7 separate regions of the Mus musculus genome follow, and regions 2, 3, 4, 5, 6 and 7 are each linked to region 1. Evidence: chromatin contacts called from public HiChIP or PLAC-seq, capture Hi-C and promoter capture Hi-C data. All regions are on one chromosome and are shown on one strand. The core of a region is the stretch at or near the end of the contact, and the rest is flanking DNA. Distances in the headings are between cores, read along the strand shown. Region 1 holds the start of Nkx2-3 (NK2 homeobox 3). Region 2 holds the start of Ankrd2 (ankyrin repeat domain 2 (stretch responsive muscle)). Region 3 holds the start of Avpi1 (arginine vasopressin-induced 1). Region 4 holds the start of Zfyve27 (zinc finger, FYVE domain containing 27). Region 5 holds the start of 4930414N06Rik (RIKEN cDNA 4930414N06 gene). Region 6 holds the start of Golga7b (golgi autoantigen, golgin subfamily a, 7B). Region 7 overlaps Crtac1 (cartilage acidic protein 1).

Region 1 (2,903 bases), core at 253-2,752:
AAGTTTCCTAGGGCGTCGTCCTCGGTCACCGCGCCGCCATCCGGCGAACCCTTCTAGTTGAGGCCGGTCTCTCCCAAACTGTGAGGTTCTACGGGGGCGGGGGGGGGGGGAGGGAGGGAGAGAGAGAGAGAGAGAGAGAGAGAGAGAGAGAGAGAGAGAGAATAAATAAAAGCAAGGGCGGCCTACTGAGGAACCCTACGTTGAAAGCGGAACTAGTTTGGTTTTCCAAGGCCTGCTGCCCACACCTTTTGCTCTTAATCTCACAATAGTGCCCCTTACCACTCAGGGGCTAGGTATGTAGGCGGGTGGATACCAGAAGGTGGTCTCCATCAGGCAGTTTTCTGAATCTGAGGCTGCATTTAGTCTCCCTGCAGAACACAACCACGGTTTCAGAAAGAGAGAAATAAGGCGTTTCAGAAAGTTGAGGCCTAGGCTCGGGCTCCCGATTCCCTTCAGAAGGCTGCCTGAGCTGCAGCCACAGCGGGGGTCCCCTCCCTTCTGAGACCAGAGCCACCCAGTGTGTGCAGTGGAACACCAGCCCGGTCAGAATCAATGCAGGCAACAAACACTGCTCTGACCTCCCACAAAGAACAAGGGTAGTTACAAGTATTGAGCTCTTTGCTTTAAGTAGACAACTGTGCTATGCTTCCGGCCTGGTTATCCTTTAAAAAACAAAAACAAAAAAACTCCAACAATAACCCTAGAAGAGGCAATTCGGCTCCTTTATATTGACCAGGAAACTGAGAACGTCCAAAACCAAATACTGACTCAGGCCAGGCTTCGAAGCATAGAGCCTCTGCACACTAACAGAACTCGGTCGTCTTGTCTTCTACAGACCTGCTCTCTGAAGCCACTTCGAGGGCTGCAAGGGCAAGTACGGTCTGGACCCTGCCCTCAGGGACTCACAATCTAAAGTGACAATCGAGCGGACACTAAGTACAGCTTTGGCACTAGATGGGAGAGTGACAAGTGACATTACTGAGCAAGTTCCGAGGAAGAGGACCTCTAGGTGAGGTGATCTGGCGGAGTTTCCTTGGAGGTATTTAAGCTTTTCCTCGGAGAACAGCTTTCCACTGTGGAAATGAGGGTGGGAAAGGCACTCCAGGTGGCGAGGACAGCTAGAGCAAAGGTGAGGTGGAATTTGACACGTCGCTCATATTTCCACAGATACAACACTCCTCTCCTTAGAAATCCGCAGTCTGGCCTCTCAGAACTGCCCCTGGTCGGGAAGGTGCAGCCAGGTGGAGCGGGAATCGGTGATTCGGACACCCGGTTTTTTGCAGCTTTTCCCACCGCGACTTGGATCTCAGGACCCTATTCTAGTCCCTGTCTATTTCTGGTAGCGCAGCAACATCCCACTGGGTGGACGCAGAGGGCGTGGCCCACATACACAAGAACCAATTGGGAAGGAGGCCAGGATGCCGACCCCGCCCCTTGACGTGACGCAGGGCCCCCGGACAGAGGCTTCACAGCCCCGGCCCCAGTCCTTGCAGTGGCTGTAACAAAACCCAGACCCCCAGGTCCCGGCCAATGGAGGGGATTTAGACTGGACCGCGTCTGTCAAAAGCTCGACTCCGCACCACCGCGGAGTCCAGAAGAAGAGCTGGAGCCACCGCACTCCCTCCCCGCCCCCGCCGGGATTTATTGAGTATTTGGACTGGACAATTAAGTGGCCCTGATGATGTTACCAAGCCCGGTCACCTCCACCCCTTTCTCAGTCAAAGACATTTTGAATCTGGAGCAGCAGCGGCACTTCCACGGAGCTCACTTGCAGGCGGAATTGGAGCAGCACTTCCACTCGGCACCCTGCATGCTGGCCACGGCTGAAGGGACGCAGTTTTCCGATGCAGGGGAGGAGGACGAGGAAGAAGAGGGAGAGAAACTGTCCTATTTGAACTCACTAGCTGCTGCCGAGGGCCATGGAGATTCGGGTCTCTGTCCTCAGAGCTATGTCCATACAGTTCTCCGAGACGCTTGCAGCGGGCCCAAGGAACAAGAAGAGGAGGTTGTGAGCGAACGGAGCCAAAGTGAGTAGAGGGGGAAGGAAACGCGTCCGCACACCTGGGGCAATGGCTCAGCGCCTATAAACCCACAAACCGTGCCTGCATGGCCACCCGCCCCTTTCACATTCGGCTAGGGTCATGCCTATGCCAGGTTCAAGGACAGCTCTGCAAAGCACAGGTACCTGAGATGGTGCTGGGGCGGGGATAAAAGAGAAAGAGAGAACAGCTCTTGCCCGGAGCAGGGACCCGGAGCAGTCCCCGAGGGAAGGAAAAGTGATTATTGCAATCCTGGTTCCTTGAGTAATGAGTGACGGGGGCCCAGAGCCTGGGTCGTAACTTGTCCGTTGTGTGTGTGTTCTCTCGCACACCCATCTTCTCAAAAAAAAAGGGGGGGGTCAGTTTTCTGCCATTTTTCTGTCTTTCTTCTAACGTGAGGTGAATTCAGCGAGGCCAGGGCAGTCACCCCGGCTGTCCCGAAAAGGCAGTGCAAGAATGTTGTGTTTGGGCCATCCTTTCGGGCAAGACTTTGAGAGACACCAGCTTACTTCGGAGCTTGCAGTTCTTACGTTCGAACTGCAAGGAGGAGAGGTGGTGGCCAATGTGTGGGAGCTCGATCCATATCAGATGACGGCAGCAAGTCACACCCAGGAGGTGAAGGCCTCTGAAAAAAAATATCGTAATGCTCGCTTTGTTTCTTATACTGCAGGCGGAGTGGAATGGTTAAAGTTCCTGAATTAGTTCTGAGTGGGATTCTGGCCATTCAGCAGATCAGAGGTGGGGCAGGCAGGAGAATCAGATAATTGAATAAGCCCATAAGGAAATGTCTGAAAGGGAAACAGGATCAAATAATCTCTTCTCCGAGTGGAGATTTGATCTGGCTGAGACCAAAATCTTTTCTCT
Region 2 (2,903 bases), core at 105-2,604, 1.6 Mb before region 1:
GCACGCCAGCCAGCCGGAGCCCAGAGCTTCTGCTGGCTTGGCTGCAGATGGGCACAGCAGAGCATCCAACTGATGCTCCTCCTGGGGGCCCTAGTCTCATCCAACCTCGCTGTGTTCTGTGGGTCCTGAAAAAGGCCACTTCACCTCTGAACACAGTTTGCTTTCCTTTAATGGAGAGATGGTGCCTCCCACCCTGCCTCCTGCAGCAGTTGCTGGGACAATTATGTGTCTGTGTGTGTGTGTGTGTGTGTGTGTGTGTGTGTGTTGGGGGGCGGTCCAGATAGGAAAAGTGAAGGAGCACCCACAGAGGGCAGCATAGCCATGTGGCAACCACCCCACAGGGCCCACATGGGATGCTGTGTCAGAGCGTGGGATGACAAGCTTCCAGAAATGTGCGAGCCAGAGACAGACAGGGCTGTCTCCTCCTGTTTCTTCTGCAGGACTGTGTACATCACCAGAGGGGAATCTCGGGTGCCACTTGCAGTTGTAGAAGTATGGAACATTTGTAGTCCACTGGCAGATTAAACCTAGCTCATAATGACCTCGGGCTCCAGGCTGGGAGTCCCAGGCGAGGAGCTCAAGTGCAGGTCTGCCTTTCCTCTGTGTATTCTCTGTTCTCGGGGAGTGTGACCAGCTCCGCCCACGGCAGTCTGGCATCGCCTAGTACTCGTGAGATGGCCTTAGCTCTGAACTCTGACTTCCTGAGCTCTTAAAACAACACTAGGTTCTGCTGAGGACTCCAGGAAGATGAAACAAACAGATGGACAGGTTCTGTTCATGGCTAATGGACACGCCATGCAGCATAGCCGTGTTTCCCTAGGGCCCATGGGACCCATAGCAGCCACCAGAGGGCAGCAGCCGTTCCAGCTCTTGCTTGGAGAAGGTCTCGGATGCCCACAGGTCTGCTGGGGCTCATACTTGGTTTTTCAGGCTCCCCTGCCTGGCACAAGCTAGACAGCATTTCTGGGCATCCAGCAGGTGGCACTCCAGCCAGACCAATGGCAGCATGTAGGTCCTTTGCAGCCCGTTCACCCTGGCTAAGACTTAGCCAGTTCCCAGCACTGAGGACACACTGGACAGGCCTCTTTCCCGCAGCTGTCCTTCGGGGCGGTGTGCCTTCTGGCTCTGGTAGGCCAGAGGTTAGGGGAGGGGCAAGTTCCCTGGCCTGGACAGTGGCTTCCCATGCTCCCTGGGGCTGTCCGAGGTGAAGGTGACAGGTGGGGGAGGCAGGTGGAGAGTTGAGCTAGTAAGCTCATGACAGATGGAGAAACGAGCCTGTGAGCTAATGACAAAGGCGCCCAGTGGGCGGGGTGGGTGCTTGGGCCTATAAAGACCCCATGCCCTGTGGCTTGCAGAAACAGTCATGGAGGGTACCATGGAGGGGCCCGAGGCGGTGCAGAGAGCCACAGAGCTCATCGAGCAGCGGCTTGCCCAGGAGGAAGAGACTGAGGTGGGAGCTGAGGTGAAGGGTGTCGGGGAGGGAGGGAGGGGGGCCTCAGGGTTAACGGTTGGTCCATCTGTGCTGTCATGAGAAGGGAAAGTCGGCTGCTACCTGGGTCCAGACAACATGCTACTTCCCAGGGCCCAAGCGGGATGTTCCTAACATGGTTGTGGGTGGTGGGAGATGGGGCTTCAGCCCCGCAAACAGGCACTTGGAGGGGGCAGGCCTTCCCGAGACCCTGCCCACTCACCTGGGCTTCAAGAGATAGACTGGACTGGACAGAGAAGACAGATGAGTATTCTCTGGGAAAACCAGAAAGGTAAGGTCCTGACACACACACACACACACACACACACACACAGAATGTCCCCTGGATGCCAGGGCTGGTTGCTGCGGGAGAGCAAACTGACAGGAGTCAGGAAAGGAGATGGGGAAGGGCAGCTGGGACTTAGCCAGGACTGTTGGCAGAGGCCTAATGCACACACGGGTACGTTTTCTCTTGGCTAAGTTAAGTGGGGCTGGACTACTGACTGGTCCTGCTCTACATCTTATTCAAAAACAGTTGAGCCAGGTGTGGTGGTACAATCCTATAATCTCAGAGGTGGAGCCAGCCTGGGCTACATGGTGAGATTACCCCCCCCTGGGGTGGGGGTAGAGGACCAGGAGCCTAGAGTCCAGTGCGTAGGGCGAAGGTGGGCACTAATTGTAACCTTTTATTTGTATCATCAACTAAGAAGAAGGCAGAGGGCAGAAACGGGCGTATGGAAAATGGAGAGTAGTGATGAATGGGTGGGTGAGCCCTTCTGGTCCTCTGGGACTACTCTGGTCAGGATGGAGTGTGAGCTGGACCTTTGGGATTAAGAAGTGTGGTCGGGATGTGGGGAGAGGTACTTGAGGCTAAACAGCAGATAGATAAAAGTGGTCATGAAAATGTGTGACAGACACCAAGAGCTGGGGCTAGAAAGAGGGCCAAGGACAAACCAGAGAAGACCAGGTAAGAGGTGCAGGCTCCGTGAGCAGTGAGGACCACTGACTGTTAAGAGTGCTGTGCCACTGTCTGACCTGTTATAGAGCCGGTTCTGATGTTGCTGATGTTATTAGAGGGGGAAGGGGGAGCCTATCGGAACTCAGAGGCCCCCATCATTTAAGAGAAGTGATGAGCTCAGATTTATCAAGGGGAGTGTGGACAGCAGCCGAGCATCCCAGGAATCTCGCTCCTCCCTCCCCCGAGAGCGTGTGCCCATGGCTGCTGCTGCTGGACAGGAACGTCATCTGCTTGTCATCTCTGGAGTGTGGCCACAAGACACTGGAAGCTTCTGTGAGGGGACACGGTCCTCCCCCATCCATTCATCTAACAAATATAGCCACAGGGCTGCAGGGCCACAGGTACCCACAGTGCCAGCCTTCTCACCCAGCTCCTCTCCCTGCCAGCGTCTTTACAAGCATCCTCTCTAAGCTGAAG
Region 3 (2,903 bases), core at 288-2,787, 1.5 Mb before region 1:
CCTTCTAGAGCCGACATAGAAGATAAGCTCGGATCCGTGCACAGACCAAGCAAGTAAGGACTTGTCGCAAAACACTACAAATGGACCCTAGAGCGTCAGAATGAACCCCCAGAGTAAATACTGAGGATGGCAAAGTTCAACATCTTTTGAATTGGGCATTAAAGGAAGGACATACTATAGAGCTCTTAACTCGACGCTTCTCTGCCTTGGAAGTGAAGAAAGAAACTGGGCCCCTACTCCAGACCCATTTTCAGGCATGACTTGAAAAATGAACTAACAGAGCAAGGAAAAGATCCTTTTGAAAGAATTCAAAACCCCTAAGGTGGCAGTGACGCTGACCACTGAGTGACCTTGGACAAGTCACTTTTCCTTTGCTTTGTTCATCAATCAAAATAGTGAGAGGGAAAATCCTCACTGGGTACAGAGATGAAATATGAATGACCATCCTAGTACCTGGCCTACTGTGGACACTCAACATTGTACATTGGTTGAATGAAAAATGATGCGAAGAGAAAGCTATTAACAAGACTATATAGAACCATGGCCGTGGTTAATTTAGCACTGACGTACAAACTACTCAGAGGGCTTCAAAGACAGGCTCATCTGTGCACTTTTAAAACCATGGCTACATAGAAGGAAGCTTGCTGCGTCAAGCAAGAAGAGCACTTTTGAGGACCTTTTGGTCCTCCTGTCAGGTGGCATCCTAATCCCCTGTTAGCGGGCACTATTGTTAAACACATTTTCCAGATGAAAAAGCTGACCTCTTGAAGTGGTGACTTGCTCAACTCCACAAGGCTGGTAGGTGATCTTAGGCTATTAACCAGGTGGTCAGACCTGGGCGCCTTACCAGTGTTACTTTCATTCTTTCCAGGTGGCTGAGAAGGTGGTCAAAAGAAACGTGGGGGCAGAAGGTTCTGAAACCTCTAAGACCGTGCCATCTTCGTCTGGGGGTTTTGGAGGTCGCCACTGATTCGCAGACAGGATTCCCACGCCAGCCTCTTCGCTGGACTTAGAGCAAGCGGAGCTAGAGTAGAGCCCTCTGGGAAGTTAGATCGGTGTCGGGTCAACCTATTGCCAGTTCCAGGAGACCCCAATCGGGATCCGGCGGCCAAGACGCCTACTGTAACCTCTCTCGGGCTTTGGGAAAAGGGCGAGCGCAGCTCTGGGCTCCTGCCCTGAAAGTGATCACAAAGGCCAAGCGGAGGTGACTGGCTGGCTAAGAGATTGAGAGAGGATATCTTGGCCGAAGTTACAGGACGACATCCCCACCACAGTGAGCCCCAGGGCTCAAAGGTGGCGACTGACAGAGAGAAGCCCCTAAGTGGATCTAGGATGTGAGACCCAGCGGATTCCCAGCTGCGACCGTCGGCCCGCGCGCTCCCACGCACAGCTGAGCCGGACCGTGGCCTACCTACCTGGTTGCCTTAGCTGCCCGAGGCAGGCGGAACGCAGCCGGGAGCCTGGCCGGGCCACCTGGATCACGGCCACAGTTCCTCAGAGAAAGTGCTCCGAGCCCCTTCAACAGCCAATCCTCGGTCACAGCCTTAGAGCGAGAAGCCGAGCCAACTTCGCCAAATCGAACGCGGAGCCTTCGCGGACCAATCAGCTGCTGCAGGGGGGAGGGGCGTGCCTTATCCCTCCCTTTTCCCGTGCCCGCCTCCAAACCCAGTGCGGAGATTCCTTGAGTCCAATCATCTAGGGAGTATCGGCGAGGGGCGTGTCCTCCGGGTCCTCCCCATCCTCCCAGCTCACCTGCCCTCCCCACGCCTGGAGGCGCCCCCTTGATTGACGTCAGTCCCAGGGGCGGGCTCTGCTTTGCGGGCACGCAGGCGGGGCGGGGTCGCATTCCTGACACGGGGTGCGGCTGGAGACCGCGGGCCCTGCAGGGTACACGTGACAAGTGCCCCTTTTCTCTGGGTCGAGTCCAACGCACGTGGCGTAGGGTTTCACTGTTAAGATCCTCATAACCTACAGTTCCTAAAACTCCCTTCACCTCCCGGGCCTCCTGGGCCTGCATTCAGAATGATTTACAAATCTTGTAGCGACTGTGCCAGTTTGGTTACCTAAGGAGAACTTAACAGCTCTTTGGACATCTTTCACTGAGACCCTTTCCAGTTCAGTTTCCTTGACGGGCTGTAAGAGAACTGCAACCCTTACCTTGAGGTAGTTAACAGCCTAGCGACAGAGGCTAACACTGAACCACCACTTGGTATGTGACTACAATCATGATCACATGAAGTTGAAAGAAGGTAAAGAGGAAGGAAGCATCTTTGAGAGGTCCTGGAAGCCACAAGAAGGAGCATAACCAGTAAAGAAAGGAGCTAACGTTTTTAGAACGAGGAAGAATGGGCCTGGGCAGAATAAAGGAAGAGAGGGAAGAAAGCACGCTGGAGCCAGGACGGCTTTTCTCCAGAGGGATAAAATAAGGCCTGGAGATCCGCTATAAATAGCAAGGTAGCCATGGTGGGAGGATGTAGGTAGGCAGTGACGTTTGCATTTGCCCCTCTGAGGCTCTATAAGCAAGGAAATAGAGTGATTTGTACTTATGAATAGGCATTCTGCGGTCTTTACAAGTCTTTACAGAGTGACTATAATGTGGTCAGCCCTTTACAAGGGTTAATTTATTCCCCACCACCAACAACAACAACCGTGGCGTGGCACTAAATTTGCATTTTCAGAAGGTCTCACCAGTTCCAAGGAAGCCGGGTTGGAAAGGACAAATGACTGCAGGGGATCTGTGAGGCTCTTTTTTAGTTCTTCACTGCTGTGAGCATGCTGAGAAAATGCTCCGTCCCTGAGCTACTGTGTGCCACTTCTTGTCTGTCTATCTGTCCGGCTGCCTTTCTGTTTCACTGAGATGGGTTTTACTTTGTAGTTCAGACTGGCCTGGAATTTCCATCCTC
Region 4 (2,903 bases), core at 295-2,794, 1.4 Mb before region 1:
AGAAAGGCAGAGGTGACCCAGGAAGACGGGATTACAGTTGGCGAGGGCTGAATAGGTGAGGAATGAGCAGAAGAGCGGGCAAGTCAGAGGAGGAAACAAAAGTGGAGGTAAAGAAATTTCTTGTGCATCTTGTCTCCAGGCGAAGGGGTATTACTGAGAGTAAAGATTTCAGAGCCTGTGGGACAGTGACCAGCCTGAAGGAAGTGAGGAGAGCCCAGATTCCCAGTGCAGCTGAGTCCTGGCTGAGGAGAGCAGGCGTGCCTGTCTCTCTGAAAAAGAGATGCTGGACGAGATGTCAGTGAAGCTTTGGGGTAGCTCAGAGGAGGGGTTATTGTCGGCTGAACAGCTAGGGAAGGCTGCTCACAGCTGACTCCTGCTATGATGGCTTGCTTGGGTTTGGATGGAAGCAAGAATCGGGGCAGGCAGGTGTGACAAGCAATCTGAGGACTTGGCAAGAGTCCAGGGCCCTTGCAGGTAACAAAGAGGGTTCAGCTGGCTGAGACTGAGGCACCTGAGAGAGAACAGCAGGACAGATGAAGCCAGTGGATGCAGCCTCGTGTGGGTGGTGGTATGGCTGGGGTTGCTGGCATCCAGTGATGTATTTGGCTCAAATCCCAGCTCCGAGCAGTTTATGTGCTGTGACATTAAAGAAGTTACTTACCATGACTACAACTCCTCATCTGTGAAATGGTGATAACCCCGATAGGGTTATTGAAGGAGGAACAGATAAGATAATGTGCACAAAAAGCTTAGTGTACTGCCTGCCTGCTGGTTAAATGGAAACCCATGGGAGGTGTGTTTTAAGGGACAACAGCTGGGTCACAAGATGTGAAGAGGATAGAGCTAGGAACGGCCTGCACAGGACCTTGAACACAGCAGCTACGGACCACCGTTCCGTCTCTGCTAATGTTGTAACCCTCGAAATTACTGATACTACTAGAGAAACTTCAGTGTCGTGTACAGTTTGTCTCTGCGTTCTCACGGCAAGCACTATAGCAGACAGCTGGTTTCTGTGCTGCTGTGTCTTCCTGCAGCAAGCCAGGGGCTCTCTCACCGTTAAAATGGCACTACCCATAGGCACCTGACATACAAGATGTGTTTTCTGTCTTCCCTAGGTTCTCAGAGCTTCTATCCACATTTTCTTTCTTTTTTTTTATCCTTCTCCATCCCTGCCCCCACACGCCCCACTTTTTTTTTTTTTTTTTTTTTTTTTTTTGAGCCAGAAGCTCCCATAGCCAAGACTGGCCTTGAACTTGCAATACTCCAGCCTCAGAAACCAAAAGGCTGTGGTTACAAGTGTGTCACCACGCTAGACTCTCTAACTGTCCTTGCTGTAATGTTCCGGAGCTAGGCTGGCTCCCAGGTCCTAGGACTCCCGGGCATTAAACGAGTCATCTCTTGGGTGGCAGGAACAGAGTTAACCAGAAATTAGCCAAGGAGGGAAGAGTGCGCAGGCGCAGTATCAACGCGCTTGCTCACCTGCGCTTGGGTGGGAGGAGCTAAGCCCGGAGGCCGGACCCAAGGCGGGACGGGCGCGGTGACGTCACGGGCGCGCCACCGCAGAGTGAGTCGCGTCCCGGAAGCGACGGCGGTGGAGGGGCAGACGGTTCCCGGGTGGACCTGCGACTTCGGAGCGTCGGTGGGAGGTGGCGTGGCGTGGCGTGGGGTGGGGCGGGCCTGGCCTGAGGGACCGCTCCGGGGCTTGGTGGCCCTTCTGTCCCCCTGGCCGTTCCTGTCTCTTCCTTTCCTGGGACAGCGTCCGGGTAGGTGACGACCGTGACGCCCCAGCCTCACTGTATTTATTTACGGAGCCTGGCCCTCCGGCCCTCCCACCGCGTGTGGGTCGCCACCTGCAGGCACAGCGACCTTAGGCGTGTCCTGCCCTGCGCGGCCTCAGACAGGCTGGTGGTCTGGGCCTCTGTCGGCACTGACCTGCTAAGCCTGTCTCGCGCTTGCTTGGGTTCCCTTTCTCCCTAGCTCGTCCTGTCGAGAGTTTGGGGTCCAGTCGACCCCTTTCCAAGTGATGAATGGGAGCCAGGGTTAAGAGCGTGATAAGAGTGTTGTTAGGAGAAATTCATGAACCTCTGGGAGCCCTGGTAAGGGTCTCCCAGTGTACACTGGCGCGTTCATAAAGACTTCCCAGGACAAGATGGTCCCCCTTACCCTGACACCTGAAGGAGGAGCTAAAGATAGGAGAAAGATGTCACAGGACATCTTTTCTCTTGGCATTACCTACTGCCTTCTTTCAACAACCTGGTTATTAATGGTTTATATGCTCTTGAAAGGTCTGTGAGGGAAAGGAGCGTTGGAGGGGCTCATGAAGAGTGATAGGCTTTATAGCGAAGACATCCCCTTCACCCTGCTACTTCCTACTTCAGTAGGAATAAAATTTCTTGCAGTGTGAGATGGGTATTCGCGTTCACCTCTCACAGTTAACCTTAGGAACCACACGAACTGTAATGCAAGGGGGAAATGTGTTGTAGTCTGGAAGTGCATCGTGAGTGTAGGGATTTACGATTACAGAATGCAGACTTCGGATCGGGACCTGAGTGGGCCGGAGGCGAGCCCCAGCGGGATGCCTGAGGTTCTCTCTGAGTGTCCACCTGCCCCTACCAAGTCAGCAGCGTTTGATCTCTTCAACCTGGTCCTGTCCTACAAGAGGCTGGAGATCTACCTGGAACCCCTGAAGGATGCAGGGGACGGTGTTCGATACTTGCTAAGGTACAGACTTTAGGGTTCCTTTGTTCTTCCTCTGGGCTCTCCTGTCTCCCTGGTCTTTAGCAGTTCTGGCCAGCTAGGCAGTAGTTGGGCTATCCTTTCTGCTCTAGCGATGACTAGTTCTGGGGAGACTTGTGTGACCTTTAGGTGTATTCAGGTCTACTTGTGTTCCAGCGCTATGCAGG
Region 5 (2,903 bases), core at 283-2,782, 1.4 Mb after region 1:
TTTATGCTTTTGTGTGTAACTGTTTGCCTTTCCTGACCTGCTTTTCTTGTTACCTGAAAGTACAGTTCTGTAACACATGTCAAGTGAAAAGGTTTTCCATGCTCAAGATCACCTGTGTAGCTCTGCAGTCAGTGTTGTGCATTGTTTTGTCTCTGTCCTGATGGCAACGGTGCCTTTGTCACCTTTCAGAAGGTTGGCTTTTTTTTTTTTTTAATGCAAGTAATAGCTTGCTTCGACTTCACAAAAAAAAAAAAAAAAAGAAAAGTGAAATATATATATATATCCCCAGTAATGATAGATAAGTTACCACCCAGGCTCTGTTTTTTGTTTGTTTGGCTTTTTGTTTTGTTTTGTTTTCTTCCCCTTTCCCCCCAATCAGAACAGACACAGTTGGTGGGGACAGTAATGTGTGGAGTCTTGAAACCAGGAGTGTTTTTCCATTTACAAACTGACTCATCGCCAAGCGGCTGGGTTGGAGAACTTTCTTGGCTTGTCTCTCAGGAGGCAAGGGTCTGCTACAGGTGGTGGGGGCGTGAGTCAGCACAATCCCATCTCGTGGCTATGCCTACTCTATGGTGCAGGCGCACCTCATCTGTGCCTCAGTTTCCCCGGGGCATTCTTGTCAGCCAGTTAATCTACTAGCTCTTAGGCAGTAAATGCAATGTGTTGTGGTTTGGTTTTTTTTTTTCCTTTAAAATTTTATACTGTCTTGTTTAAAGTCTTCTGAATGTATGTGTATGTGTTATTAAAACTTTTTTCTCAGCTTAAACGTGTCTGGCAACTTTTGATTGAGTAGTAGAGGTGGTTGAGTATCTAAAATACCCTGCTTTAAACTTGTTTTTAGGGGGCTGGAGAAATGGCTCAGTGGTTAAAAGCACTGACTGTTCTTCCAAAGGTCCTGAGTTCAAATCCCAGCAACCACATGGTAGCTCACAACCATCGTAATGGGGTCTGATGCCCTCTTCTGGTGTGTCTGAAGACAGCTACAGAGTACTTACATATAATAATAAATCTTAAAAAAACAAACAAACTTGTTTTTAGCTTGATGCCTTCTTTTAATCTGTGGGAAACGGAAACGGGCACAGCTCTCCACAGTTTATGTTTACAAAACCCAATTAATAATGTGCTGTGTGCTTTACAGGCAGGGTTTTTTGTTTTTTGTTTTGGGTTTTTTTTTTTTTTTTTTTTTTTTTTTGGTTTTTGAGGTAGGGTTTCTCTGTATAGCCCTGGCTGTCCTGGAACTAACTCACTTTGTAGACCAGGCTGGCCTCAAACTCAGAAATCCGCCTGCCTCTGCTTCCAAAATGCTGGGATTAAAGGCGTGCGCCACCACTCCTGGATTGCAGTCAGGAATTTAATAATCTCATTCTTAGCTCATCCTGCACATCCGTTTGGCTGCTCTTGCCTACCTACGTGTTAGGGTTTGGTGGTGAACAACACAAAATCATGGCTCTTACCTGATGGTATCGGGGGAAACAGGAGAGGAAGAAATACCCTTCATCTGGGTGTCTCTAAAATTCTAGAACCCAGAATCAAGAAAGGTGATGCCATACAGTGCAGAGCCACTTGTGACCTGGCAGGTGGGTTTATGACATGCCAGCTGTGGAAAGGCTGACACTCATAACAAACCTAGTACCTCATAGAAGGCTTAGGCATAGTTGCCAGGCCCCCAGTGCTGCAGCTGTTTTCTCCTTTAGGGTAAACTAGGTTGGAAAGATGGATGCTGACAGCCCAGGTAGAAGTAGACAGGTGCAAATACTAGGGATAGTCGCGGTGTTTGAGGAAAAGACCTAGGCTTGGCCTCAGGTCCCAAGGTTCACCATACTGGCCATTTGACCTTTGTTGGCATCTGAGTTTCTTCTATTGAAAGGAATAACTCTATTTCATGTTTTGTGAGGATTCACATACATGGCAGTAACTCAGCACAATGCCTGGCATGCAACATGAACAGAACAAAGGGAGGCAAGATGGAGACTAAGATTGTAATCACCTTTATCCCAGCACGGAGGAGGCAGAGGCAGGCAGAGCTCTGAGTTCAAGGACAGCCAGGGCTACATGGAGAAACCCTGTCTCAAAGACAAATTTAATGGAGCTGGAGAAGATCAACAGTTAACTGGAGATTGCTCTTCCAGAGGCTCTGGGTTCAAAGCCCATCACCCATGTGATGGCTAACGAATGTAACTCTAGTTCCAAAGCCTCCTATGCCCTCTTCTAGCCTTTACAGGCAAAACACCCATGCACATAAAATAGTTAATTTTTAAAAGAAAATTGACCAGAAGCAGCCATCTGTGGGTGTGCTTACTTGTAAATCAGGTCTTATCTTCCAACAGTGATAGCTGGAGAGTATTGTACCTTCAGACTCTGGGAACTCTGGATACTTCCCTGTTCCTGCTGCCAAAAATATGTTAAATAAATAAACCATGCATGTTGGCCTGGTGCAATCACTAATACCGATGATCCCAGCACATGGGAGGCAGAGGCAGGAGGATCACAGATTTTGAGGCCATCCTGCACTCAGACACAGTTTTAATCACCCAGCATGCTTGACGGTGGTGGATGGTTTCCCAGCATCTGCAGACATGTTCTGACACTTCCTTCTAGCTAACCAGGCCTGGAAATCAGGAGAAGGCAAACCAGAAGGTCCAGCTTTGGATCTAACTCCAAGACAAGTGGCTAGGATTCTGGAAAACTTTAACTGGCAAAACAGGCTTCTGGGGCACAGTAAGATTACAGCATTGTTGGATAGGTGTCAGTCGCTACTAAGGAAGTACCACGTGGCCAAAAGATCACACTCTCCATAAGGAGAGTGCTGAACAACAATGGCAAAGCAGGAGCAAAGGCCACCACAGTGAACAGGAGACAGGGCATCTTGACTAGGGCAGGTTTCTCATGCCTCAGGGACC
Region 6 (2,903 bases), core at 188-2,687, 1.4 Mb before region 1:
TAAATGTTTGGTATTAAAAATAGAAAGTTCTGCTGAAAAAAAAGCTATTAATATGTCTTTGGGGTAACAAACCATCCTAAAATAGTAGGGTTACCATGGAATTTTAAAAGACATGATAATGATATTGTGATTACAGAGAAGAATGTTATTTTGCTTTTTGAGACAAGGTCTCACGTCTCTCCACCCACCTCAGCCTCAGGAGCGCCGAGATTAAAGGTGTGCACCATCACACCTGCCTCAGGAAAATGTTCTTATTCTGAGGGGATGAGTGCTGAAGTATTTAAGGATAAAACTGTGGAATCTATCGCTTTCTGATAATCTAGTGAAATTATATACGTCTCCTTGATCCAGTTTCCGTCAGCAAAGCCAACAAATCAAAATCAAATGTAAAAATACTATTGCTGACTGAGTTAGTTAGACTGTTCTGGCAAATGTCTTTTCCCCAACTTCTCCTGTATGTTTGGAAATTTTAAATGGGAAATTTGGTAGAAGAAGAAAGGACCCTAGCTATAGGCTAATGAAGAAGGGCAACAAGTATATCCTGCAGAAAGAGGACCGTAAACTCAGGGAGTGAGACAGCTAATCAAGGTAGGAAATCGGGAGAAGTCTGACCTGGAGTCAGGTCTTCTGGCTGCCTGTTGTGGCACCTACTCCAGTTTTATGTCATGGCCGACGCTGCTGACCTGTGGGCAGCCAGGCTGTAGAAGAAGTACCCAGCTCCCCTCAGACACAGATCTGGGGTTATTGTGGATGTGTTCAAAGACACCTGTGTTGGGGTTTCCTTTCTGCTTATTAAGTAGATAAACCATTTGATTGGAAGGCCTAATGCCAAATTACCACCTTGGAGAGTGGGCATACCGGTTTGGCATGTGGTTTTTGATTAGTGGTGGTAATTGGGTATTGTGGGAGTGTGTATAAACTCTGGGATGGCTGTAGGGAGACAGAAGTGTAAGGGGTGGGACCTGGACTAGGAGGATCATAAAGAAAGACTGGCTTCCATAAAAGAAAGGGCCCTAGGGAAAACCTGGGGATGAAATGTGCGTATGTGTTTTAAGAAAATGCTCTCTTATATCTGCAGCATTTTCCCCTAGCTAATGGGATTTTACCCATTTAAGGAAGCAGAAAGGAGAAAAGAGGGAAGGGAATGTTCCCATAAGGCTGGGTAGTGCTTGGGGCAGGACGGGAAGGTTAGAGTGAGAATTTGAAGGTGTTTGGAAAGGTAAGAGGCTGGCGGCCTGTGGATGGTGGGGCCTTCCGTATTGCAGGCCGGGTGCCTTGCAGCAGAGCCCATCTTCTTTCTTCAGCTTCTGGAAGTCCCCGGAGGCGGTGGAAGCTAGCGCAACGCTCTAGGCACTCCTGCTGGGGGGGAGGGCAGGCAGGAGAGGCGGGGCGCTGGGCGGGGCGGGACGGGGTGGGGCGGGAGCGGAGCCGGTGGCCGCGGGCGGGGCTCCTCTCCGGCGGGTGCCGGAGTCTGGGGGCCGCGGCTTCCCCCTCCCCGCCCGCCGAGGCGCTGGCCCCTCCTTCCCCCGCCGCCCCCGTGCCCGCCGCTGCTGCCACTGTCAAAGATAAAACCGGGCCATTGCCTGCAGGAACCCTGGCAGCAGGCGATCGGGTGGTGAGGAGCCTCCGGCGCGGCCTCGCCTCCCCGGTCCGGCTCCCGCGTCAGCACCGTGGACAGCACGGACCACCTTTCAGGGACCCTCCGGTCGGCAGGAGCGCGCTTCAGGTTTCGGCGATCTCATCAGTACCGCGGACAGCGCCCAGGCCCTCGCTGGCCTCGGCCAGCCCACCGGCTCTTCCTATCAGCACCGCGGACAGCCCCCCTGAACCAGCCCAGCGACAGCCAAGGACTGGTCAGAACGCCCTGAAGATGGCCACTGAGGTAGGGCCCAACACCTTAACCCGCAGGCAATGCCTCAGGGAATGATTCCCCACTAGGGGCAGACTGGGCACGAGGAGAAGACGGGGGTGGATGGGGGTAGAGGGTGGTTCCCTGGGTTCATGGTGGGAGGTGTGGAGTGGCATGGCATATAAGCAGAGCTTTGCTGAGGGGTCCCTTCACCTTTGACATGTCAATCTTGCCCATGCCACTCTGAGCCCTGGGAATCTACTTGTTACCAATAGCACCAAGTCCCAGCTGGTCTGGGGTTTCCCCTTCTCCTGAACACAGGGTTCTGACTCCCTAGAGGTTTGGAGATCCCTGCACACCTGTGTAAGGGGAGGGAAGGTGGCCTACTGCTGTTGTTGCTATGCGGTGCAGTATCCTGCTTCTAACCCAAATGCTTGTCTAGGGAAGACACACCTTCCCTCACATCCACATTTCCTTAGGAGGAGAACGTGGAAAAAGACATGCTCAGGCCCAGAACCCAAAGGGTTGGTTTTAATGAACCTCCTGCACCAGCCCCCACTTTTGAGAATTTCTTTCCTTCTCCATTTGAGCTGCTGTTCTCAGTGTATCCACATTTGCCTGTGAGGGGGAAGCGACTGTGTGCTTCACAGTGTGTCTATAGACCAAGGGACCTGTTAGCTAAGGACAAAATCTTGGCATAATGTGTAAGAAGTCGGGACTTGTGTCTCTACCCCCAGAGGTTACTCCTCCCCGGGGAGAGCTCTTTACGCATGGTGAAGCTGACATACGGAAGAAAGGATTGGCTCGGTACCCACACAGCATGCCAACAGCAGAGCTGAAAGTTTCTTTGAATTTTTAGAGTGTTGCAGCACACTGGGTCTCCCCAGCTCGGCTGCTGCCGGCTTTTGTGGTGACTCCCCATTTCCAGCCTAGCTGGACCACTGCCAAGGAGGAGAGCAAAGGCCTGTGAGTGATTCTGTGCGGTGCCTCTGGGATTCCGGCGAGTGGCATGACATCAGTACCAAGTGCTACTGCCATCATTCCATTGGATCTC
Region 7 (2,903 bases), core at 172-2,671, 1.3 Mb before region 1:
ACCCTATCTGCACTGAGATCACATTCCAGCCCTGCTGTGCCCAAGCGCCTTCCTCAATCATCTCCCCCTTCATCTCTCCCATCCTTCTCGCTGGCTGCTTCTCAGGCTGGCCATAGCATGCTTCTGCTCTGCCTCTGCCAGGGTGAAGCTTATCCATCACAGTCTCAGTAGATACTGAGACGACTCATGCCATCCCCAGGTGGCAGGCTGGCCCTGCCAATGCCCAGCAGTGAACTGAATCAGCCTGCAGTTGCTAATGTCACTTTCACCTTGGTGAGTCATGGAGTTTTGGCATCTGGAACCCTAAGGACCAATAGTACCTTTTTCTCCCTATCTTTCTAGCCCCTGTCTGCGTCTTGGACCTTGGCAGGTCAGGCTGACAGTCCCCAGGAAGATCCCAGCCTCTGCCCCGTCCTCTGGTGCCTATAGGCAACTCACCCATGCAATGGCCATTGTCCTGCTGGGAGAATCCTTGGCCGCACTGCAAGGTGGGCAGAAGCAGAGACACTTGTGAGTTGAGAGGCCTCATCTCAGTTCCCTCCTAGTCACAGTAACAGAGTAGCTGTCACCCTGATTGCAGCTTGAGAGGTGCTTTTAGCCTGGGCCTGAGGGGAGCCCCTCCCTCTTATTCTAGCCTTGAGCTAAGAATGGAGAGAGATGGTGTGGGTGGGGGAAGGCAGAACAGTTATAATCCACACTCTCCCTGTACTAGAGAACTATGTACCTCAGATAGACCTGAAAGTGGACTAGAGCTGACCTCTAAAAAGCCTCCAGAATTCTGGTGTATGGTCTGAGCCTCTTCCAAGGACAAGAGGAGGCCTCTTCAGGTATTCAGAAAATACCGAAAGTAGGAATCAGTTCTCAACACAGTGCACAACAACCTTAGCTGGCTTTGGCTTCATTCTCTGGGCCTCTGGTTTCCTCGTCTGTAAAATGGGTGCACAACCCATGGCGACATCATCTGAAGCCTGCCCTTTGCTGAGACCATCTCTATTACTCTTTGATTCTAGAGGGCAAGTCTACAGATTTACCCCTAGGATCATGGGTGATGCTTGCTTTTTGTTTTGTTTTGTTTTGTTTTGTTTTTTTGACTATGCGGCCCAGAGGCTTTGGCCCACCTCTAGTGGGGCTGTGTTCTGAAGTTTGTCCTCATCCTGGGGGTAGAGGATCTCCAACACCGAGTTCATCTCCTCGCTGGCCACACTTCGGCTCACCATCTTGCCATCTGGCCACGTCACCTCCACACTGCTGGCTTCATCCCGTCCTGTGGGAGGAAGGAGAAGGGTCAGGAGCATGAGAGAGAGGGCCTCTTGGAGTAACTATGGTAACAAAGGTTGTAACTGACGACACACTCTCCTAAGGGCCGTGGGAACGATTTAGAAGCTCCTCTTTGGGGCCATACTGTCCAATCGACCATTCTTTAGTGATGGAAAAGCCCAGTGTCTGCCTTGTTCAGTGCACTAGCCCCTGGCCGCGGTGCAGGATGAGAGTTACTGAATTTAGCATTTTACTTAATTTAAATTAATTTACATCTCAACAGCTACATGATGCATTCTAGGCAACAGAACAGGCATGAGGAGGTTGAATTTGGGGAGCTGTGTGGCTCAGAGAGAAGCAGGTTGACTTCAGAGCCAGGGGTTCACATCTTGGCTCTGTCACTTGCTTGGTATGCTGAAAGAACATGACCAGAGCAGGTGGCTGGGAGTCCTGGGGACAAATCCTAGCTCTCCAGCCAACTCGTGTGACCTTCCGAGCTCGCTCACATTTCTATTTCTGGAGCCCTGCTAGAGCCACACCCCTTCCTGTGACTGGAATGTCTCCTCATGGGTTTCCCTGTCCATCTGGGAGGTGGGCAAACAGACAAATAAAGAAATAAATCATGGTGTCTATTGACACGCTTTGTGAAGAAAGGACAAGGAGTCATTCAGGGCTGGCCAGATCCTGTTCAGTAGTCAAGGTCAAACTCCTGGGGAGGAGGCACTTGAACTGAGCTGTAAGTAAAGCTTACAGGAAAGATGGGGATTGAGGGCACCTAAGGAAGGCCACTGCAGATCCGAGCCATTTACAAAAGATACCTGTGGGGGCTGGAGAGATGGCTCAGTGGTTAAGAGCACTGACTGCTGTTCCGATGGTCCTGAGTTCAATTCCCAGCAACCACATGGTGGCTCACAACCATCCATAATGGGATCTGACTCCCTCTTCTGGTGTGTCTGAAGTCAGCTACAGTGTACTTATGTATAATAATAAATAAATCTTTAGACCGGAACAAGCAGGGACTGAGCGAGTGGAGTTGACTGGAGCGAGCAGGGCCGAGTGGAGAGAGTGGGGTTGATCAGAGAGAGCAGAGGTCCTAAAAATTCAATTCCCAACAACCACATGAGGGCTCATAACCATCTGTACAGCTACAGTGTGCTCACATACATAAAATTAAAAAAATCTTAAAACAACAACAAAGACAAACAGAAGATACTTGTAAAGCTCAGACACTGTCCCTTGTGAATCCATCACACACATCCCTACAGCAGCATGCTATAGCAACACATCAGGAAACAGGTTGGGAAGGTTGGTCCAGTGTTTAGGCATTTCTAACGTCCGCTCAGCTCCTGCATCAGGAAGTGGGCTAGCCCTGTGGCAAGGTCTGGCTAATGGTGATGACTTAGGGGTTGATCAGCAGCACCTGCCAGCCTTTCTCAGGTTGTAAGGGAAGGCAGGCAGTGCCCAGTACATCGCTGGAAGAGTGCAGGGACAGTCATGGGAAAGGCTCAGAGGACATCCCCGCTCCTCCCACAGATCCCTGGGGCAGGGTGAGGCTTGGACAGCTCACCTGTCTGTTCCAGGTTTTGCTTCATCTAGATCAGAGGTTCTCAACGTTTCCAGTGCTGCACCCCTTGAATACAGTTCCT

Evidence for each region. Promoter capture Hi-C pulls out the DNA fragments that hold promoters and counts their contacts. HiChIP or PLAC-seq counts read pairs in DNA pulled down with a chosen protein or histone mark. Capture Hi-C pulls out chosen DNA fragments and counts their contacts.
Region 2: a contact with region 1 is called in a promoter capture Hi-C map of stem cell-derived epiblast-like cells, with 2.5 times the contacts expected there. The contact joins the promoter of Ankrd2 here to the promoter of Nkx2-3 in region 1. A contact is called at or near these places in 2 of 39 promoter capture datasets (embryonic stem cells and stem cell-derived epiblast-like cells) and 1 of 9 other capture datasets (embryonic stem cells).
Region 3: a contact with region 1 is called in a promoter capture Hi-C map of stem cell-derived epiblast-like cells, with 3 times the contacts expected there. The contact joins the promoter of Avpi1 here to the promoter of Nkx2-3 in region 1. A contact is called at or near these places in 8 of 39 promoter capture datasets (cranial neural crest, embryonic stem cells, frontonasal cranial neural crest and 3 more), 3 of 115 datasets of contacts at active chromatin or transcription factors (embryonic stem cells, extraembryonic endoderm stem cells and forebrain) and 1 of 9 other capture datasets (liver).
Region 4: a FOXA1 HiChIP or PLAC-seq map of pancreatic cancer cells shows a contact between it and region 1. The contact joins the promoter of Zfyve27 here to the promoter of Nkx2-3 in region 1. A contact is called at or near these places in 2 of 39 promoter capture datasets (embryonic stem cells and liver) and 3 of 115 datasets of contacts at active chromatin or transcription factors (embryonic forebrain, pancreatic cancer cells and stem cell-derived neural progenitor cells).
Region 5: a contact with region 1 is called in a FOXA1 HiChIP or PLAC-seq map of pancreatic cancer cells. The contact joins the promoter of 4930414N06Rik here to the promoter of Nkx2-3 in region 1. A contact is called at or near these places in 1 of 39 promoter capture datasets (embryonic stem cells) and 1 of 115 datasets of contacts at active chromatin or transcription factors (pancreatic cancer cells).
Region 6: a contact with region 1 is called in a capture Hi-C map of embryonic stem cells, with 5 times the contacts expected there. The contact joins the promoter of Golga7b here to the promoter of Nkx2-3 in region 1. A contact is called at or near these places in 7 of 39 promoter capture datasets (the 3T3-L1 cell line, embryonic stem cells, frontonasal cranial neural crest and 3 more), 2 of 115 datasets of contacts at active chromatin or transcription factors (embryonic forebrain and pancreatic cancer cells) and 1 of 9 other capture datasets (embryonic stem cells).
Region 7: a contact with region 1 is called in a promoter capture Hi-C map of embryonic stem cells, with 2.7 times the contacts expected there. The contact joins the enhancer-like site here to the promoter of Nkx2-3 in region 1. A contact is called at or near these places in 4 of 39 promoter capture datasets (cranial neural crest, embryonic stem cells, hematopoietic stem and progenitor cells and 1 more), 1 of 115 datasets of contacts at active chromatin or transcription factors (embryonic stem cells) and 1 of 9 other capture datasets (embryonic stem cells).

Annotation. Positions count from the first base shown.
Region 1 is chr19:43,610,823-43,613,725 of GRCm38.p6, forward strand. Nkx2-3 (NK2 homeobox 3) reads left to right here and starts at 1,503. Exons shown (of 2, transcript NM_008699.2): 1 at 1,503-2,027. The coding sequence starts at 1,679. Gm20467 (a long non-coding RNA gene) reads right to left here and starts at 1,234. Exons shown (of 4, transcript XR_001782682.2): 1 at 980-1,234; 2 at 280-368; 3 at 1-88.
Region 2 is chr19:42,034,673-42,037,575 of GRCm38.p6, forward strand. It overlaps Ankrd2 (ankyrin repeat domain 2 (stretch responsive muscle)), which reads left to right and starts at 1,355. Exons shown (of 9, transcript NM_020033.2): 1 at 1,355-1,450. The coding sequence starts at 1,364.
Region 3 is chr19:42,127,456-42,130,358 of GRCm38.p6, forward strand. Avpi1 (arginine vasopressin-induced 1) reads right to left here and starts at 1,538. Exons shown (of 3, transcript NM_027106.4): 1 at 1,416-1,538.
Region 4 is chr19:42,169,023-42,171,925 of GRCm38.p6, forward strand. Zfyve27 (zinc finger, FYVE domain containing 27) reads left to right here and starts at 1,545. Exons shown (of 13, transcript NM_177319.3): 1 at 1,545-1,763; 2 at 2,524-2,721. The coding sequence starts at 2,525.
Region 5 is chr19:44,983,018-44,985,920 of GRCm38.p6, forward strand. 4930414N06Rik (RIKEN cDNA 4930414N06 gene) reads right to left here and starts at 1,533. Exons shown (of 3, transcript NR_040294.1): 1 at 1,458-1,533. It overlaps Slf2 (SMC5-SMC6 complex localization factor 2), which reads left to right. Exons shown (of 20, transcript NM_001081225.2): 20 at 1-769.
Region 6 is chr19:42,254,302-42,257,204 of GRCm38.p6, forward strand. Golga7b (golgi autoantigen, golgin subfamily a, 7B) reads left to right here and starts at 1,438. Exons shown (of 5, transcript NM_027694.2): 1 at 1,438-1,882. The coding sequence starts at 1,871.
Region 7 is chr19:42,286,735-42,289,637 of GRCm38.p6, forward strand. Crtac1 (cartilage acidic protein 1) reads right to left here. Exons shown (of 15, transcript NM_145123.5): 12 at 1,119-1,264; 13 at 439-481. The region is part of intron 1 of Gm34347 (a long non-coding RNA gene); the gene reads left to right. Among named protein-coding and RNA genes, the nearest start is that of Mir3085, 8.0 kb to the left of the region's middle. Within about 2 kb of position 1,422, at least 8 of the 459 cell types and tissues checked have an H3K27ac peak or open chromatin away from gene starts, as enhancers often do. A contact at or near this core is called in embryonic stem cells, where this site is marked.